Linked DNA regions of Mus musculus: region 1 is linked to region 2. A link is a contact called in public Micro-C data. All regions are on one chromosome and are shown on one strand. Each heading gives the region's core, a stretch centred on a gene start, on an enhancer-like site or on the middle of the called end of the contact. The rest is flanking DNA. Distances are from core to core; before and after follow the strand shown. Region 1 overlaps Pax7 (paired box 7). Region 2 has its middle 37 kb from the start of Gm42334.

Region 1 (3,540 bases), core at 701-3,200, 110 kb after region 2:
CAAGTCTCCCAGGGCCTGGCTCAGCTCTGGAGTGCGAGCTCCCAGACGCTCACACATAGCTAACACATACTCCCTCCGAGTCCCCCCAGTGACTCCAGTTCAATGTTTTACAGGCCTAATGAGTGTTGACAAGTTTAATGAGTTTGTTTTAAAGAGGGGAGGGGGAACCTGGTCAAGTTGAGATTTCCGAGTCAAATGAATTAGTAGAGGCCGCCAGACTTCAGCTGACAGGCCTCCGAACCCTCCTGAAGCCAGCAGCCTGGAGGCACAGACCCCCAGCTAGGCTCAATGGGAAGCAGGGCCCCATGCCAGACTCAGGAGACTCTGGGGGCCTCTGAGTGGCCCCGGGGTGCCTGAGTCTCATAGATATCCCTTTCTCTATCAGCCAGTCCCCTCCTTGGCAGTCCACCCCAGTGGGCCCCCCTTCTGCCTGCCTCTCCCCCTCCACTGAGTCCCCAATGAGAAATTTGATTCAAACCCAGTTTGGCATTTGTTTGCATATTGATTGCGTGATAATTAAGTGGCCTCATCTGCGGAGGGGATTCGCCACCTGCATTTCTGAGCTCCCCAGTCACGGGCTGGAACCTGCCACAGCCCTCGTTTCTGTTCCAAGGAGACCCACATCTGGCTACTAGAAGGGAGGTTCAGTGTTCTCCTCCCAGACAGAAGTCTGTCTGTCTGTCTGCCTTTTTTTTTCCTGTGTGTTATGGGAAGGACCAAGAAAGAGTCCGAAGGCTCCAGAACAGCTCCAGAGAAAGAGAAGAGCTGATTTTTAAAAAATTATCATTATTTTTTTAACCAATAATGCCCAAATTCAAGGAAGACATAGGCAGCTCCGTTGGGGAGCTGGAATTATCATTGAAGGCACCAGCCAGCCCAGCCCAGCATGGTCAGTTCTCCAGGCCTCTCCTTGATGGGCTCTTTCTGATACACACACACACACACACACACACACACACACACACACACACACACACACACACACACAACCAATCATTTGTTTGTTTGTTTTGAGACAGAGTTTCTCTGTGTAGCCCTGGTTGTCTTGGAACTCTCTTTGTAGGCCAGGCTGGCCTACAACTCAGAGATCTGCCTGCCTCTGCATCCCAAGTGTGGAGATTAAAGGCGTGCGCCACCATGTCTGAAGAGATATCAGTCTTGAACCCAGAGCCAGAGAGGCTGGGGTCAAGGGATTCCTCTGTCTCTTTCTACGGGCCTGTGACCTGGGCTGAGTGACTAAATCTTGTAGCTCTCTTTCTGTCATCTTCTAATGCGGGCATGCACCCAGAACTTCATTCCAGCCTTAAGCCAGCAGGCTCTGCCACCTCATGTCATCTATTTTGGTGCTGGGGCTCTCAGCTACATACATGCCCTGGCCCCAAGTCTCACTCTCACCGACTTGAAAATTACTGCAGATAACCATCCGGGCTTTCCCACTTTGCTTCCTTTCCCTCCAGTAGCCCAGGCTAGTCTCAAACACCCTGTCCAGTCTTCTACCTCAACCTGGCACGTGCTGGGATTATCCCAGTCTGTCTTGTCACTGCAGAACAGGGTGAGTCGCTGCACCCAGCTGGGATTCTGGCACCAGGCCCCATCTGGAGAGGTGCCCCCCCTCTTCCCTAACTGCCCCCCCCCGCCCCAATCTCTGGTAGAAAGCTTTACTTGTGCAGAGCAGTCTGGTCTTTTAAGTGAGAATTTCTCGACACAGACAGTTTCTACTTTCAGCCTGGAGGCTGGAGCTGGAGCTGGGGGAAGGGCAGGCGGTCGGGGTCACTTGGAGTCAAGCGGGCAGACCGTGACCCACCCGCCTCACTGGCCAGGGCTCCTCTGGCGATTCCTTCACTTCCTAGGTCTTGCCATTGTTTGGGGCTACAGCCAGCTGCGGGGCGTTAATCTTTGGCGCGTTTGCAATCCCCAGAAAGAAAAGCCCTCGTGTGATGGGGCTGGGCTAGGGGCCCAGGAACGGGCAGGAGCTGAGAGGCCTGCGGGAATGAGGAGGGGGCATGCTTGTGAGTGCACACACACGTCCGCCGGCCCTCTTGATGACAGTGGGCCCATCTCGGGCTTTAAACTTTGTTATTGTTTCATTCTTCCCAGGGGAGCAGATGAGAGAGAGAGAGAGAGAGAGAGAGAGAGAGAGAGAGAGAGAGAGAGAGAGAGAGAGAGAGAGAGAGAGAAAGAGAGACTGGGTTCTGAAGCCAGCCTTGCTTAAATGGCTGGGCCCCTCAATCCCATTTCCTCTTTATGAATGGGGCGGTGGGCAAATCTACAAGCCTGCGCCCAGCAGAGTGGGCTCCGCAGAGTCACATGAGTACACACCTCTTTTGTTCTCTAGCTACACCCCTGCACGTGGCAACAACAGCAGCCACACACCTACATGTACACAGCACTCAGCTGGCGCCTGTTCTACCACTAGGCTATGTAACACACACACACACACACACACACACACACACACACACACACACACACACAACCAGAGACCCCAGGATTATATCATCTGGACAAGGAGAGAGAATCCAACACAATACAACCCGGCATAGGTCAGGTATACATGGGACAGGATCGAGGGCAACAAAACCCACAGAAGAGGAAAATAAAAAATGCTCTTGAGAGGGACTGCCCCATCTACCCACCCAACATGTTCCCAGGCCACTGCGGTGTCTTGACTTAGGTTCACAAACAGCAAGTCGGTAACACCAACTGGGGGCTGCAACTCCATTAGAAAAAGAAGCCAGCTACTAATCTCCAGGAGTCTTCCCTAAAGTGGAAACCCTTCCCTGGAGGAGATAGGGAAGCCATTCTCCAAGGACCCCTGTTGCAGGCTTATCCACTGGAGAAACTGACAAGCTAGCTGGTCCACAAACTGGGAGGGACTTTCAGAAGTCCAGGATGGGTCTGGGGAGAGGGCCAGGAAGGGAAGCAGTGGATGGGGGCGGGATGGGGAGCCTGGAGATGCGCCACAGGTCCCTGTGAACTCCTGAACACTGTTCCAAAGTTGCACGCCTGTGCAAAAGCCAATGCCACAATAGGAAGACCTATATTAATTACTGGCTCTGCCTTTTTCTGGCTGTGTGACACCAAGTGAATGAATGAACCTCTCTGAGCCATTTATTTATTTATTTATTTATTTATTTATTTGAACCAGCCAAGCTATAACAGGGCTGTCTGGTTAAATGAGATGGGGCTTATTCTGTCCCTCACATTAGTTCAAGATGGTCCAGTTGAGTGTGACACCAACTGAATGAATGAACCTCTCTGAGCTATTTATTTATTTATTTATACCAGCCAAGCTATAACAAGGCTCTCTGGTTAAATGAGATGGGGCTTATTCTGTCCCTCACATTAGTTCAAGATGGTCCAGTTGAACACAGATGTCCACTGAGACAGCCAGCCCTGCCCCAGTGTGACCACCCTGTCTCGGTTTTTGCATCTGTAGGTAGGCTTTGTGATGAATTCCTACCTCCTGGTGTTATCTGAAGGACCTGAAGAATTCACTCCTGTAAAGTCGGAGTAGGTGGTAGATGTTTTTATTGTTTT
Region 2 (3,629 bases), core at 741-3,240:
GTGCCACACCAACAGCTGGATGTGTTGGTTTGATGGACAACTGTTAGAAGATCAACTTCCTAAGACTGCGTCAGTGTGATGGGTGGGCAAGGTTGGGATGCCTCAGGTTGGGATAGGACTCTCTACCCAGTGGCTCCTCCTTTAGCCCCAAAGGTCTTGTCACCTCTTTCAGCACCTTCCCAAGGTATGCCTTAGGCTAAGACCCTTATCCACTCTCCTTCTGGGCTCCTGGGACAGGGAAAGGGAAAACCTAACTTCTGGGGGATAGGAGGTCAAGTCTCTAATGGGCCATGTAGTCTATCTGTGCCTCAGTGTCCCTACAGGTAAGTGGGTATTGTCCTAAATACCTCAGAGAACAGGTCATCGGGAAGCGCCTAGTCAGACTCAAGGACTCAGCTTTAACATTACTTTAGTGAAGTTGGCCACTCCTCCAGTCCTACTGTGTGCTAACCCTCCCTGCTTCTCCCCCTGCTGCTCACATCACACACTGCCCCATGATATCTCTGCTCTGTTATCCCTCCAGCTTGAAGACAAGCCCTCGAGGGAAGAGCCTGCCTGCTACTGGTGTGCAGCTGCTCTTCCCAGTGTCTGTACTTAGTAGGTCCTCCATCGGTGACTGTGGATGGGCAGGAGGCAGGCTCTGTGCACTGTGTCCCCAACTAAAGCAGCAGTTCTCAACCTGTGGGTCTCGACCCCTTGGAGGTCAAAGGACCCTTTCATAGGGTTCATCTAAGATCTCCGGAAAACAGAGATTGATGTCACGGTTTGTAACAGTAGAGCAAATTTACAGTTATGAAGTCATAATGAAAGAATTTTATGATTGGGGGTCACCACAATCATTGTATCAATCACTGTATTCAAGGGTCACAGTGTGGGGAAGGTTGGCGCTGTACCCATAACCCTGCAGGGAAAAGCAAGTCAGTCCTATTGATTGAATATTGAGCTAAGTGCTGGCTAATACCCCCCACACACAAACACACACACACACACACACAAACACACACAGACACACACAGACACACAGACACACACAGACACACACAGACACACACACAGACACACACACAGACACACACACACACACACACAGACACACACACACACACACAGACACACACACACACACACACACACACACACACAGACACACAGACACACACACACACACACACACACACACACACACACACACACATATATATATATATATATATATATATATATATATATATACTGAGGAGAAACCTGACACCTCTTGCTCCTCTCTGCCTCAGTGGTCTTGCCTGGGGTCTCGTTTCTAACAAAGGGAGCTGGGTACCCCATCGATCCACTTGGCAGACGCTCAGAGGAGGCCTGGGGAGCTGCTCTTGGATCTAGCGGAGCCCTGAGTGTCTGACGCTGGGCACAGAGGTGGGGAGGGTAAGGCCCACCTGGCCTGTGCACACAGCCTGGGGGGGGGGCGGGGAAGAGTCTCCCTTTCTCGTTCTTCCTTTCTTTTTTATTCCTTCCTTAAGAACCAAACCCCTAAATGACAATCTCCCACGATTTGGAAAAATGGCTCTCATCCCGTGTTCTCTGGAACATTTTTATGGCCCTTTCCAGGCAGGGATGTGACGCCCAGGAACAAGAGCCGAGTTCCCAGCCCCAGCCTGGAGGATGGGGGGAGGCCCATCCATCTTTCCAGCTGGCGGGCCCCTTGTGGGAAAGACCACTGGGCCGCTGGGCCGGGGAGGGGGTTGGGGACACCTGCTGTGGTCATTCTTCCTAAGCTCTCTGCAGAGGTGGTGACCGGCTGGGGGCAGACAGGGACCTTCTGCCACAGGCACACACTCTGATCCTGGCTGACATCACCCAAGGTTGGTGAAGCAGGGAGCGTCTCCTGAAGGCCTCGCTGGCTCCCCACCTTGATTCCCAGAAGAGACAGAGCCCCCCTCCCCCCAGTTCCAAAGAGGGAGGAGCCAGCGCTGGCCTCAGAGGGCTTTCATCCTAAAAGCATGTGGTTAAGGTCAGCGACAGTGTGGATTGTAGTAGCCCTAGTGGTGAGGGGAAGAGCATACTGGCCTGAGGAAAAATATGGGGGAAGGTTCTGAGGCCTGGCAGGAAAGTATCTTCCTGAGAAAATTTGTTGGGTGTAGGGAAGATTTGTCGGGAGAAAATCGGGGGAAGCTTGGGGGCTGCGTCATTGGATGGAGCCTTTCTCGGGGACAGCAAGGGACAGTTACTGCAGCAGAGGGACACGGTCAGATCGGCAGGCTGTGAGGGCCTCTGTGTCTCGTGTGGTTCATCTCATAACACCCCAGCCTACTGTGCAGCTTCGTTCTCTACACTGGTGGGAACATCTCTGAGACTCAGTTTCCCTATATGTAAAATGCCGGACTCCCCAGGCTGTCGGTGATCCCAGTTCACCTCACCAGTTTGTAACCAAGGGCACACAGTGGCTGGTGACTGGGGCCGTGTCTGTCTGGAGCCCTCCCTGGCTTTCTGCACCCTCTCCCTGTGATGGATCTATCTGGCAGGCTTGGTGTTGCAGGATGAGGGAGCTTTCGTTGGCTGGGCTGATGGAGGGAGCCACTCAGGTTTCAGGATCCAAGGACCTGTAGAGCTCGGAGGAATTTTCCCAGGCTTGGTGTGGGCAGCTGGAAGCCATCCGTCCCAGGAAAGGCAGAGCATCAGGGGTCCTGCCAAGGTCTTTTGCTGGGAACGAGAACTCAGGAGGGGGGGGGGCAGAATTCTCCCAGCCAGCCGGGAAAGATGAAACCCGGCTGCCAGGGCAGCTGTTGGTAATGGTGCCAAAACACCAACTAACCTGGGTCCTGGGGCTGTGAGGGTTGTGCGTGTGTGTGTGTGGGGGGGCCGGGGTGTTTGGGGGCTCTGAGAGGGTTGAAGGCCCTGCCTGACTTCAGCCACCCTCTAACCTGAGTAGGAACCTGAGGATACGGCCCCAGGGCCCTACTGTTGATGCTCCTGGGTACTTTGGTGTCTGGGAGAAGGCCATTTCAAGGCCCATGTTATCTGCTTTGCAAGGTTGCTCTGAAGATTAGCGATACCATCTGAGAATTGCCTGAATGCAGTAGGTGCTCAATAAACAATAGTTGTGTTTCTGGAGGAGCTGTGTAGTCTAATGATGGAGAAGAATGTAACCAGGAGACTGGGAATGGTGGTCCCAGCATCCGAAGGTGGAGACTAAGGAAAATAACCAGTTTGGAGGTGAGCCTGGGCTACGTAGTAAGTTCCTGGCCAGACTGGGCTATCTGAGATCTTCTCACAGACAAACAGCATAGGTAGAACTTTACTGTTGGAGCTCTCTAGAACATTCTAGAACCTGTTTCTACATGTGCCATGCTTTGGACCTGTAGGGCAGAGCATAAGGTCATGTGGTGTGCCTTAGCTGGTGGTGTTCTGCCCACGGATACCAAACAGCACGTGAGCCCATGCTCTAGGCCCTGGGCTTCCTGCCCAACCTGGTAATGATGACAGCTGCCTGTCCCTCTGTGTCTTGCTTGTCTGATGACAGGTATGCTAACTCTGCAGTCTGTATGCCACTTGGGAATAGAAGACTTTCCTGACCCTGTAGTAAGAATAGGAATCAGCTCCAGGTGGGTCAGCAATGGGAAGGAAAAGAAGTGGGG

What was found. Hi-C and Micro-C count contacts between places; a contact is called where the count stands out from the background.
Region 1: a contact with region 2 is called in a Micro-C map of embryonic stem cells, with 2.2 times the contacts expected there. The contact joins two enhancer-like sites. A contact is called at or near these places in 1 of 15 datasets of contacts at CTCF or cohesin (large pre-B cells), 11 of 484 Hi-C or Micro-C datasets (the C2C12 cell line, embryonic stem cells and muscle stem cells) and 15 of 115 datasets of contacts at active chromatin or transcription factors (craniofacial prominence, embryonic basal ganglia, embryonic forebrain and 6 more).

What each region holds. Positions count from the first base shown.
Region 1 is chr4:139,809,366-139,812,905 of GRCm38.p6, forward strand. All of the region lies in intron 4 of Pax7 (paired box 7), which reads right to left. Among named protein-coding and RNA genes, the nearest start is that of Pax7, 22 kb to the right of the region's middle. Within about 2 kb of position 1,951, at least 17 of the 459 cell types and tissues checked have an H3K27ac peak or open chromatin away from gene starts, as enhancers often do.
Region 2 is chr4:139,696,156-139,699,784 of GRCm38.p6, forward strand. No RefSeq gene overlaps it. Among named protein-coding and RNA genes, the nearest start is that of Gm42334, 37 kb to the right of the region's middle. Within about 2 kb of position 1,991, at least 21 of the 459 cell types and tissues checked have an H3K27ac peak or open chromatin away from gene starts, as enhancers often do.